3 separate regions of the Sus scrofa genome follow, and all the other regions are linked to region 1. The links are chromatin contacts, called in public HiChIP or PLAC-seq maps. All regions are on one chromosome and are shown on one strand. Each heading gives the region's core, a stretch centred on a gene start, on an enhancer-like site or on the middle of the called end of the contact. The rest is flanking DNA. Distances are from core to core; before and after follow the strand shown.

Region 1 (3,800 bases), core at 416-2,915:
AGGGGCTCTTGCAATTCAGCACCTCCTACACAGAGCTAATTAAATAGAATGAGAGGCAAGGAGCAGACAAGAATCAAGCTCATAAATATTACATATTTTTATTAGTAACATACAAATGATCTTAATTAAACCTGCATTTTCCATGAGTAATAATCTCACACACCGTTTGTTCCCTTATCCAGAAGCTCAGCAGGGGGTGGAAGTGTCTTGGAATTTTAACATGAAGAGACTCCCTCTTGATTGAACAGACTTCTTTATTCTCTGTTTTACAGACTTTCAGAAAAACTGTAGTTTTTCCCCAGTTTCTAGGACTTAAGTGACTAAATGACTCACTTTTCCTCCGAGCTTAAGATGAGCCTGGGATCCTTGAGATAAGTCTTGCCATTTAAAAAAGATTTCAAACCAAGCCCATCTAATCCACAAAGGTCTAGGTTAGGTCTCCTTACGTCATCTATTCTCATTGCCCCCTGCCTTGTACTCACTCACATCTGTGATTATATGTTTTCCTGTGATTATTTTTTAAAAGTCTGTCTCCCTCTCTAGCTAGAAGCTCCTGAGATCAGGGATCTATCTTGTTCACATTCCATTTCCAGTGCTAAGCTTGCCTCTGATCTATGGCTGGTTCTTTGTGATTTGGGGTGTGTGTGTATGTGTGTGTGTGTGTGTGTGTGTGTGTATGTTGGGGGGAAGCTAAAGCCAGGGATTTTCTAACTGCTTCTTCTTTTTCAAATTGCAAAATAATTTGCATACAATGCAATTTACACTTTAAAGAGTATACTTTCACATGTTTTGACATATATATGGAGTCATGTACTTTTACCATAATCGAGATAAAGAGCAGTTATATCACTCCCCAAAGTTCCCTCCTTACCCCTTTGCAATCAATCCCCTGCTTCGCTTTCAGCCCCAGCTCCTGGCAACCACCAATCTGTTTTCTGTTTCTCTAGTGTTGCTTTTTCTAGAATATCATATAAATGGCCTCATACAGTGGGTAGTCTTTTGTGTCTGGCTTCTTTCATTTAGTATAATGCTTTTGAAATCCATCCATGTTGTTTTGTATATTAGTAATTTGTTTCTTTTTAAAACTGAGAAGAAATAGAGTAGATTCCTAATAATTGTTTGTTGAATATATAAAAAGAAATACAGACCTAAAAGAACATCTACTAATGGATTAATTGAGAAAATGTAAACATCTTTATCCATAAATATTTGCTCATTGCCTGGATAGTATGTTGATTATCCTTTGATGGTATAATTATAAATTTTAATATCAGGTCTTGTTTTTATCATCAGATTTTTTTAAAGGAGTGGTTTTCTAGGAGAATTGGGTTATTTAAGTACTACCTTTATAGTGGAAATGAAGTCATTCTTTGTTTCTGTGATACCTGGTTGTTAGCATCTGGATTATCCTATGAAAATTCACTGGAGACCTTGACATAAATTTGAGAGGAGGCTGATATTTTCAGCATAGATTATCCTCACTGGCACAGTGGGCACTCCACTTCTCAAGGAATAACTTCATGTTTCTGCTAAAATGGTGTGAAAAATGACCTTATTTGGATATTAAAAAGGAGAATTTGAAATACATCACTTGCAGAGTTCCTGTTGTGGCTTAGCGGTTTAAGAACCCAGCTAGCGTCTGTGAGGATGTAGATTTGATCCTTGGCCTTGCTCAGTGGGTTAAGGATCCAGCATTCACAGACGTGACTCAGATCTGGTGTTGCTATGGCTGTGGTGTAGGCCAGCAGCTGCAGATCCCATTTGACCACTAGTCTGGGAACTTCCACATACCACAGATGTGGCTGTAAAAAGGAAAAAAAAAAGAAAGAAAGAAAGAAAGAAAGAAAGAAAGAAAGAAAGGAAGAAAGAAAGGAAGGAAGGAAGGAAGGAAGGAAGGAAGGAAGGAAGGAAGGAAGAAAGAAAGATATCACTTGCTCAACCTTAGCCTTAGAGAAATAAAAATAAACATTGGATGCTTCCTAAAAGTTTTATCTTGGGTCCTTGAAGAATACTTTCCTCAGTGTTTACTCAGACCTCAGTAAGGAGGACTTTGATATTTTTGAAGAGTGCTAACATGAAGTTACTGAGATGAAAGGAAATTCAGGTCTGTCTTTTCTGTGATAACAAAATATCAAGGAGAGACAAACTATACAAGAAAATAAGACTAGATTAAGAATGAGATGTGGAATCTATGTATTAGCCAAGTAATTTCACCTCTTGTGACAGTGGTATTTGCTGATATTATCGGGATAAGTAATTAAATCCTATCTCTCGGGTTGCTTTTTTTTTTTTAATTTTCAAATGTTACTGCAAATGCAACTAGCAATTACATTCTCTTTGGATTTCTGGTTGTTTTCCTAGAGACAGTCCTGTATGATATTTGAACATAATTGCCCTCTCCCCTAATTTATCAGGGGAGATCACTATGGGGAAATTCTTCATTTCCTCCTTTGCAATAAATATCTCCATAAGCACACAGGAATCTTGCTTAAAAAAAAAAAGGAAGAAGGAGTCCTTAGCTTTTAACTCAAAAAGTACATATGACAATGTACAAGATAGTTTGTAGAATTCTTCGCATTTACTATGGAAAATTAGCAAATGCACAGCAGTTTTCCTAATACCTTTCTTATTGACTTACTGACCAGGCATTGTGCTAAGAGTGTGGACCTGTATTATCTCATTTAACTTTACAACCCTTCTCTAAGGTAGGTAAAGTATTGGCCATATTTGATAGAGCAGGAAACTGGGATTTCATTTTCTTGTTGGCTTTGTGTCTGGTTGTTCTAGTTGTAGCTGTATTGTGAGTCTGTTGGATTTCAAAGCTACTCCAGAGCTGTGGAAGGTGGAATAGGAGTAGGGCAAGTTAAAACACTACAAATCTTGCTATTCTTATCAAGATCCAGTCTTTTGTTGTTGTTGAATAAATACTCTCCAGATTGTTGTAAGCCTTTGGCTAATTTCAAGAATTCTGAAAAAGTTAACTTTGAAAAAATTTTCCCCTGTTTTCACTAGGACAGATTTTAGGGGTTCTTATTTTACCATTCCAACTGATATCCTAGGGAGTGAAAATTTTTAGCATGAAAGGTGATGGCTTATCTGAGTCATGCCTTTGTAAAAAAAATCTCTCATCAATATAGCACAAATACAGCAATACAGGTGTTCCCACTGTGGCTCAGCAGGTTAAGAACCTGAATAGTGTCTGTGAGGATGCGGGTTCGATTTCTGGCCTCACCATGGGTTAAGGATCTGGCTTTTCCACAAGCTGTGGAATAGGTTGCAGATGTGGCTCAGATCTGGTGGTGCTGTGACTGCAGCTATAGCTCCTATTTGACCACTAGTCTGGGAAATTCCATATGCTGCAGGTGCGGCCCTAAAATGAAAAAAGAATTTAAAAAAAATACATTTTGAACAAGGCTGAATTTATCAAAATATAATTGAGGACATTCTCCATCAAAATCACCCAGTAATTCATTAAAGATGTGAATTATTGAACCACCTCAGCCCTATTTTTTTTTTTAATTTTATTTTCCCACTGTACAGCAAGGGGATCAAGTTATCCTTACATGTATACATTACATTTACATTTTCCCCCCCACCCTTTGTTCTGTTGCAACATGAGTATCTAGACATAGTTCTCAATGCTACTCAGCAGGATCTCCTTATAAATCTATTCTAAATTGTGTCTGATAATCCCAAGCTCCTGATCCCTCCCAATCCCTCCCTCTCCCATCAGGCAGCCACAAGTCTGTTTTCCAAGTCCATGATTTTCTTTTCTGTGGAGATGTTCATTTGTGCTGGAT
Region 2 (3,800 bases), core at 911-3,410, 240 kb after region 1:
AATGTGATAACAGGAGATGTGCGGCCTTATGAATCAACCACATCCCACTGCTCCATGTATTACGGTTTGCATGCGACTTGGTGAATCAAGACATACGTCACATTTATACAGGTTTATCCAAGCCAAAAAAACAGTGGGAAGAGAGTGTGGGAAACAGGGAATTTGGTATAATCAAAATTCAGCTGGCTTCCCCCATATACATTTTTTTTTCATAGCAGATTGAGAGAGCATCTTTAATTGATAATCCCCTGGTGTTTATGGAATTAGAGCAGAGATAACCACTTGTACTTGTAGACTTTAATTATTCTGCCCTGATCTGATCAGGAAATCCGGAGCATGTTGTTTTATCAACATAAGGATTACACAGCAGCCAGTAAATCGTCTCAACGGGGAGGTCCAGCGAAATGTAATGGAAAAAATTAATTCTGTTTTTATCGTTTCTGCTTGTTAAGTTGCCATCTCAAAGCCCCAGACTTGTATGTTTTGCTTTGTACTAAAATTGTCAGATTGCTTCAAACAAGTCAGTTATTCTAAGCATATAAATGAAATAACAAAAGCATCCCATTGTTACAAATTCTCCCTCTGTCTCATCCCTCTTAATTTTGTTTTTCCATTTTCATCTTAAAACAAAAATCAGATGCCCTTCTTTATAAATTGCACTGGCTTCATTCCTATTTTCTGCCAGTTCTTATCTTTTTTTTTTTTTTTTTTTTTTTTTTTGTCTTTTTTGCCATTTCTTGGGCCACTCCCGTGGCATATGGAGAGTCCCAGGTTAGGGGTCGAATCTGAGCTGTAGCTGCCAGCCTACGCCAGAGCCACAGCAAGGCGGGATCTGAGCCGCGTCTGCCACCTACACCACAGCTCGCAGCAACACCGGATCCTTAATCCACTGAGCAAGGCCAGGGATCGAATCTGCATCCTCATGGTTCCTAGTCGGATTCGTTAACCACTGAGCCACGACGGGAACTCCCAGTTCTAATCTATTTAAAATGAAGTTTCTGACCCATTTAGAAGTAAATTTGGCTTTTTGACTATTTCTCTGCCTGCCATACATTTAGTATAGCCAGTCAGATGAAGGCACTCAATAATGTTTTAGAAGAAAATCAGAACAGAAAGAACCCTTTAAAGTCATCGAGCCCTTTATGTTACTTGTAAACAGACAATGAAGTAAGTTCCTTAAAATAAAGACAGGTAAAGAGAAAGCCTCCTGACTATAAATTTAGTCAAAATATTGCAACTGACCACCTCAGAGCTTGAGCAAGTTCTTTGTGAAGGTGAAAGAGCAGTTATAAGAAATCTCTGCTTCATGGAGTTCCCATGTGGCTCTGTAGGTTAAGGATTCAGAGTTGTCACTGTTGTGTTGTGGGTTGGATCCCCGGCCTGGGAACTTCCACATGCTGCAGGCTCAGCAAGCAACAAAAACAAAACAAAAAAAAGAAAAAAGAAAAAGAACAATCAAAAAGTCTGTGCTTCAGACCCAGGTGATTCCATTCTCTGTCTCCAGCTTCTGGCTTGCTCTCCTCCATCTTTCTCTACAATAGTCTGCTTCCTTTTGTTTAAAAAAGGATGGCTCCTACCATAAAAAGCATCATACTTAAATACAAAGGAAAGGAAAGTTACCTTAAAATATCCTTCATTGTTTTCTGTTTTGACTAGAAGGAACATGTAAGTTAGGGGGAAAAAAATGCTTTATTCATTTCCAGTGTTTGTTTTCTTTTTAAATTCAATCAGTTCATCAAGTAAGAAAAAAATTAATGTCTGAGACATTTGGAAACTACAAGGGATTTTGACCTCTGGTATCTCATTAAATTCCATAAGTAATGGTTTCTAGTAAGTGGAAGCTGGCGACATGTTTAGAAAGTAGTATACCAAAGGAGCATGTGCCATTTATGGGTAGCTTGATCTGCTTATGGGAACACAGTTTCAGTTCAGCTTTTTCCTGCCATCTCCCCTGACAGCAGGACCATGAACTCTGTTAGAATCTACTTTCTTTATATTTTTGCTTGTTTTGTACATTTTTCTCGAAGAAAACATTTTTTCCTTCCCTTATTAAATCATGCTAACAGATCCGTTTTGCTCCACATGAGTATAAATACCAAGGCAACACTGCTCTGAGCAGCAGGCACTATCGTGGATCCCCTTCAAGTGAGTCATGTTTCCTCTCTGAACGCATGTCTTAAATTTGCTAAATTCCTTTTCGTGATGTGTGTCATCGGTTTAAGCAACTTCCGTTGGTTTCATTGAATTCTCATCTGACTTCTGTTTTTCACTAACTGGAAGAGAGAGTCTTAACAAGACACAGAAACACTGGCAACTTTGTACACAAAACAAATAAGCAAACAAACAAAAAGCTGTGATTAGGCCCTGACTCAGTGGTGTTTTGATTCACGAACAGGGTTGCTAACATCTCTAGGAACATGATCTCAAGAAACACCGTAACTATTGCATCAAATTCATTCTTGTGTACACTCTTTAGCTCCTCCAAATACCCCTTCCTGTTTTGTTTTTCCTAGTTTTGTTTAATGTGGTCTAAGATGTTCTTATAGTTTTAAGGCAATAGATTAGGAAATTTGTAGAGATGTTTGAGCCTTATGACGATGGAGATACTTCTGAGGTCAAAAGCATTTTTTTACCTATTTAAAGAAACAAAAGTCCTTTAAACAATGATTCTTCAGACCCGAAGTGTGGTTCTTTTGAAAACTTTTCAATTAAGGATTTCTTTACCAGTTCCTACATATCATGTGGGTAATAATAAAACATCCCTTACCTAGTGAACAGTTGTTATTATTGGTTAAGCTGATGGAAATAAGAGAGAATTATGGCCAGCTGCAAAACATTCAATGAGTGGTGAAAGAAAATAACAGCTGGTATTCCACTTGCTATAAATATTTTTAATTAAAATTTGCCTCCTTGTTTTCAGTTTGGGTTAATAGCAGGGGTATTTAGTTAGTTACTGTACAGGTAAAGGGATGTCTTTCTCTTTGAGAATAGCTTTTTAACTTCTCTGTTAACAATAACTATGAGCAATAATGGTCTTATCCTACTGGACGATAAGAAAATGAGCTTCATGACAAAACTCTAATTCTTTTCTAATTCCGTACCCAAGAATTTCAAGGTTTTAGGTATTTACTTTTAATGCTTGTATTTCCAGATAATGAGTTTTTGTTGTCCATCAGGAGTTCTTACAAAAAGTGAGGATAGTGAAGAGATATGTATCTTAGAAATGCCTAAATGGGCCTGGGTTAGAAGTGTGTGTGTGTGCATGGGTGTGAGGATGGTGAATAGATGTATCTCAGAAATACCTAAATGGGACCCAAGTTAGAAGTATGTTCATGTGCGTGTGCGCACTCACGCACACACACACACACACACACACAATTTCCTCACTAAAATTCTGCCTTTTTGTCTTAGAGGACTTTCCTCCCACTCTTCATCTCATCACCCACTTGCTATCAAACATTGATGCTTTCTAGAATTTAGTTTCCCAGGTCATTTCTACTCTGCCTGCCCTCCTCAGACAGTTTTCATTTCTTTGTGGTATTAACCATGGCCTGTTTATTCATGATGCAAAACCCCCATTCTCTATCCCTGCCTTTTCTCTTATGCACTCAGGATATGTATCTTGAGTCCACTATGTACTTAATTGTCATTAGTTTCCCCACGTTGCTTCTCCTTCTGTCTTCTGGTACCAGTTAATGGTACCACTACCTACAGCATCACTGCAGCCAATAGCCTTGAGGTTACATGTGATTTCTCCTGTGCCCTCACATTTTCTTAACTATATCCTATCAGTCTCCAAG
Region 3 (3,800 bases), core at 827-3,326, 140 kb after region 1:
TTGTATAGCTGTGGCTGTGGTGTAGGCCAGCACTGCAGCTCTAGTTCAACGCTTAGGCTGGGAACCTCCATATGCTGTGGGTGTGGTCCTAAAGAAAAGAGGGTGGGGGATGTATATAACCATGCCTTAACTTTTTTTCATTTTTAAAAATAGAATTAAATCTATTTTGGTTTGCACAGTTTGGTTATTAGACCATAACGAGATCAAGATTTAACTTGCATTTCCTGGCTCTAACTGTATCTTCTAGAATGACATTGGAGAAATCTAATCCCTCTTCCATGAGACAGTTTTCAGTGCTTAAAAAAAAAAAAAAAAAACTATCATGTTCCTCTTAAAAATTGTCTTTTCCAAAGTAAACATCCTCAGCAATTTCAATCGTTCCTCACAAGTTGTGGTTTCCAGACCCTTCACAAGATTGTTTGTTCTCCTCTGGATAAGCTCCAATTTGTCAATGTCCTCTATAAAGCATGGTGCCAGAATTAATTGCCATAATAACAATAACCATAATAATAATAACCACCATTTATTAAGTTGCACAGTGTTCCAGGAACTAGGCTAAAAGCTTAGCTCATTTAATCCTCACAAAACCCTCTAATGTATGTGTTATTATCCTTATTTTTTTAAATAAGGAAACCAGTTTTAGTATGTTAAGTAATATGTCCAAGGTCACACAAATAGAAAGTACAGAGCTAAGATTAAAATATGCTCTGTGTTCTGAACAACTTTATAATGCTCCAGAATTTTCCAACCTTGTAAAATTTAGGACCTAGATTTTAAGCTTTTGTGAGAACGTCTTAAGACTTCATTATCTTGTTTGCTGATTTCATGTTTATGAAAAGTGTGACAGAGCTCAGTTCTCCCAGGACAGGCTTAAAAACACTAATTCATTCATTTGTCAAATACTTATTGAGTGTCTACTTCCCACCAAGCCCTGTTTCAGAAGGTGACAATCTAGAGCTAAACAAGGTAGACAAAGATCCTATATTCACAAGGCTGACATTCCTTTGGGGGAGACAGACATTCTATAAGTAAACAAAGATGGTGTTGGGTGGTATAAAGAAAAGACAGAGTAATGTGCTAGAGAGTAATTGCATTGGGGTCTGAGGGAAAGACAAGATGAGACTTGGCTATCAGAGGAGGCTTTTTGGTGACAAGCAGCCTTAGACCTGAATGATGAGAAGGAACCAGACAAATAAGGACCTGAGGATCTGCAGGAAGAACATTCAGGCTTAAGAAATGGCAAGGGCAAAGGTCCTGGAAACAGAAGAAGCTTAGTGAGTTCCTGAAACACAAAATGACCTATGTGGCTAAAAGCAGTGTGAACGATGGAAGAGTGGAAGGGGATAACTATAACTTCAGACACACAGGCAAGGCTAGATCACATAGGGTCTTTAGGCCTGCAAAGGATTTGGGGTTGTTGGTTCTTTTTTTCCCCCAAGTGTAATGGGAACCCCATGTTGAGTTTTATGAAAAGCAGCCTCATCTAATTAATCTTTTAAAAGGATGACATCACTGCTGTGTAAAGAACAGATTTTAGGAGGCAAAAATGAAAGCAAAGCAATGAGTTAGAAAGCCGGCGATTCCACTGTCCTGGTAAGAAACACTTGTGGTTCAGATCAGGTGGTAGCTGGCCCAAAGGTGACTTAGATCACTGGAGGGAAATGGATGAGTTCAGGAAAATGGAAGAGGAGTGGACAAAAATTTCTGGTAAATCAAGTGTGGTAAGAGATAGAAATTGGTTTAACTCTTGGATTTGGGGGCTGATGGGAATGTTGTACATACTTGTTACATATACAGGTATATACAGGTATGTACATAGACCTCTATACACATTATACAGGCCGTTTACATATATTAACTAATTACTAATTACAAATATTAATTGCCAGAGTCCTATGAGGTAGCAGGTATTTCCTGAAACTATTTCTGACAAAGAACCTGAGATTTAGAGAGGTTAAACAACTTGATTCTGGTCATGTAGGTAGTAAATTGGGAAGCCAAGATTTGCACCCAGGTGTGCCAGGCATCAAAAGCAGTGCGCTTTCTCCTATGCGACAGCGCCACCCCCGGAGCGCTGATGGAGACTGCAGCTTGCCTGCGCGGTGAGAGAGAAAGAATTCCGCAGCTGAACACGGAGTCACATGTGAGGACATGTTCTGTTATCAAAGGACACATGTTGCCAGGCCTCCCTTTGGTTCCTTGAAGGGCTATTTTCCATTTTTGGAATCTTCTGTCTTGGAGATGTGAGCACGTGGGGTGGAGTCAGAAGTACATGAAATGATTAAGCAGATGGAGAAAATGACTTCCGAGAAATGACGAAAAGATTGCAGCTCTGCTCAGTGATGACTAAAGAGCCCATCAGTCTGTAAATATTTCATTGGTGGAAACTCAGGAAGAGAGGATTTTTCTTTTTTTCCAGAAAGTAGAGCAGAATTGTATGAAGGGACAGGAAAAGTGTAGAATCCCTAAATCTGATCTTAACTTTATGACGTTAGTAGCTTATAATGACTCTGTGTCTAAACATTCTCATCTTAAAGGAATGAGCTAAGATTGAGGTCATTTCTCCAGAAAGGCATCAAAATCCACAGAAAATACTTCTTCCTTTTATTGATTGATTGATAAATATTTATTAGCCCTCTACTTTACAAGAAGAGGATTTGGGGTATAGTATAGGTGTCCATTTCACATATTTTAAATTTACAGTGAAACTTTTTTTTTTTAATGAGACAGCTATTATGACAATTCCTCCACAGTAATCGTCTGTCTGCCATCAGAATTTATTCCTACACTGAAGCATATTAACTATCGTCATGTGCCAGAGTCTTAAAGGAGTCAGCAGAGGAAGGGTAATGCTGGTACCAAGGATCTCTATTGTCTGAATCATGCTACGCTCTAAAGAATGGGGAGGCTTAAGTTTCAAACACAGGCTGGAGATTTCCTTGCATTTGCCACAATGTACGTTTGTCTGCACATTTGTTAGTGAAATGAGAGAACACGGCTGCTTGATAACAGAAACAACTGTCCAATACACTGCATACATTATCTCCCCAAGTACAGTATGAAAATTATATCCATCAGGCTGCGAAGTCAGAGAACCTCAGTTTATCAGCTACTTCTGGGCTATATGCAAAAGCTAAAGCCACTGAGGGAAAGGCTTCTTGAAAAACACAACTGTCCTTTTCAGATATTTTTGAAATCTCATATTCTTTTTCTGATGTTTTTGGCCCTCTGCTCTTGCATGGTTGGGAGGCCATCCTGAGGCCCGAAGGTTAAAGAGGAATCCAAGTGGATGTGCCGTCTTAATGGACTTTGAATGTGCTCCAGAATGCCACTTTTTCAGTGTTGCTTTTACAAGTTACACCTGAAAAAAATGGGCCTGAGTCCAGTAGGAAGGACATAATATTTTCCTGAATATGCAAAAAAGGAGTGGGGTGTAGTCTCTATTCCTGTGGGCTCTGGGCAGCCTAGTGGGTAAATGAGCATTTATTTCCTGTATACCATCTTTGAGTTGAAAATGAGTCACATACTCATGAAAAGACTGGTAGTATCTTCTTTTGTCTAGCTCTGTATCCTTTTGTGGTACTCAATTTGTCTTAATGGGAATCTTGATTGTTTCTCTTTTGAGACAAGTTATTAGAATTTATTTTTAATCTGGAACAGGATTCATTTAAATATATTGTCCTTGATGTATAACTTGATTCACAAGCAGTATATAAAATTACAGGAATTTTCTGTGAAAGAAAATCTCTTAGGTTCATATAATCATCTAGAAGCATAGCTTGGTTCCCAGGTGTTTTGAC

Evidence for each region. HiChIP or PLAC-seq counts read pairs in DNA pulled down with a chosen protein or histone mark.
Region 2: a contact with region 1 is called in an H3K27ac HiChIP or PLAC-seq map of alveolar macrophages. The contact joins two enhancer-like sites. A contact is called at or near these places in 1 of 47 Hi-C or Micro-C datasets (embryonic fibroblasts) and 1 of 2 datasets of contacts at active chromatin or transcription factors (alveolar macrophages).
Region 3: a contact with region 1 is called in an H3K27ac HiChIP or PLAC-seq map of alveolar macrophages. The contact joins two enhancer-like sites. A contact is called at or near these places in 2 of 47 Hi-C or Micro-C datasets (embryonic fibroblasts and fibroblasts) and 2 of 2 datasets of contacts at active chromatin or transcription factors (alveolar macrophages and skeletal muscle).

The regions. Positions count from the first base shown.
Region 1 is chr5:39,089,821-39,093,620 of Sscrofa11.1, reverse strand. No RefSeq gene overlaps it. Among named protein-coding and RNA genes, the nearest start is that of PHLDA1, 230 kb to the left of the region's middle. Within about 2 kb of position 1,665, at least 1 of the 83 cell types and tissues checked has an H3K27ac peak or open chromatin away from gene starts, as enhancers often do. A contact at or near this core is called in alveolar macrophages, where this site is marked.
Region 2 is chr5:38,846,266-38,850,065 of Sscrofa11.1, reverse strand. No RefSeq gene overlaps it. Among named protein-coding and RNA genes, the nearest start is that of KRR1, 26 kb to the right of the region's middle. Within about 2 kb of position 2,160, at least 27 of the 83 cell types and tissues checked have an H3K27ac peak or open chromatin away from gene starts, as enhancers often do. A contact at or near this core is called in alveolar macrophages, where this site is marked.
Region 3 is chr5:38,952,032-38,955,831 of Sscrofa11.1, reverse strand. No RefSeq gene overlaps it. Among named protein-coding and RNA genes, the nearest start is that of KRR1, 130 kb to the right of the region's middle. Within about 2 kb of position 2,076, at least 21 of the 83 cell types and tissues checked have an H3K27ac peak or open chromatin away from gene starts, as enhancers often do. A contact at or near this core is called in alveolar macrophages, where this site is marked.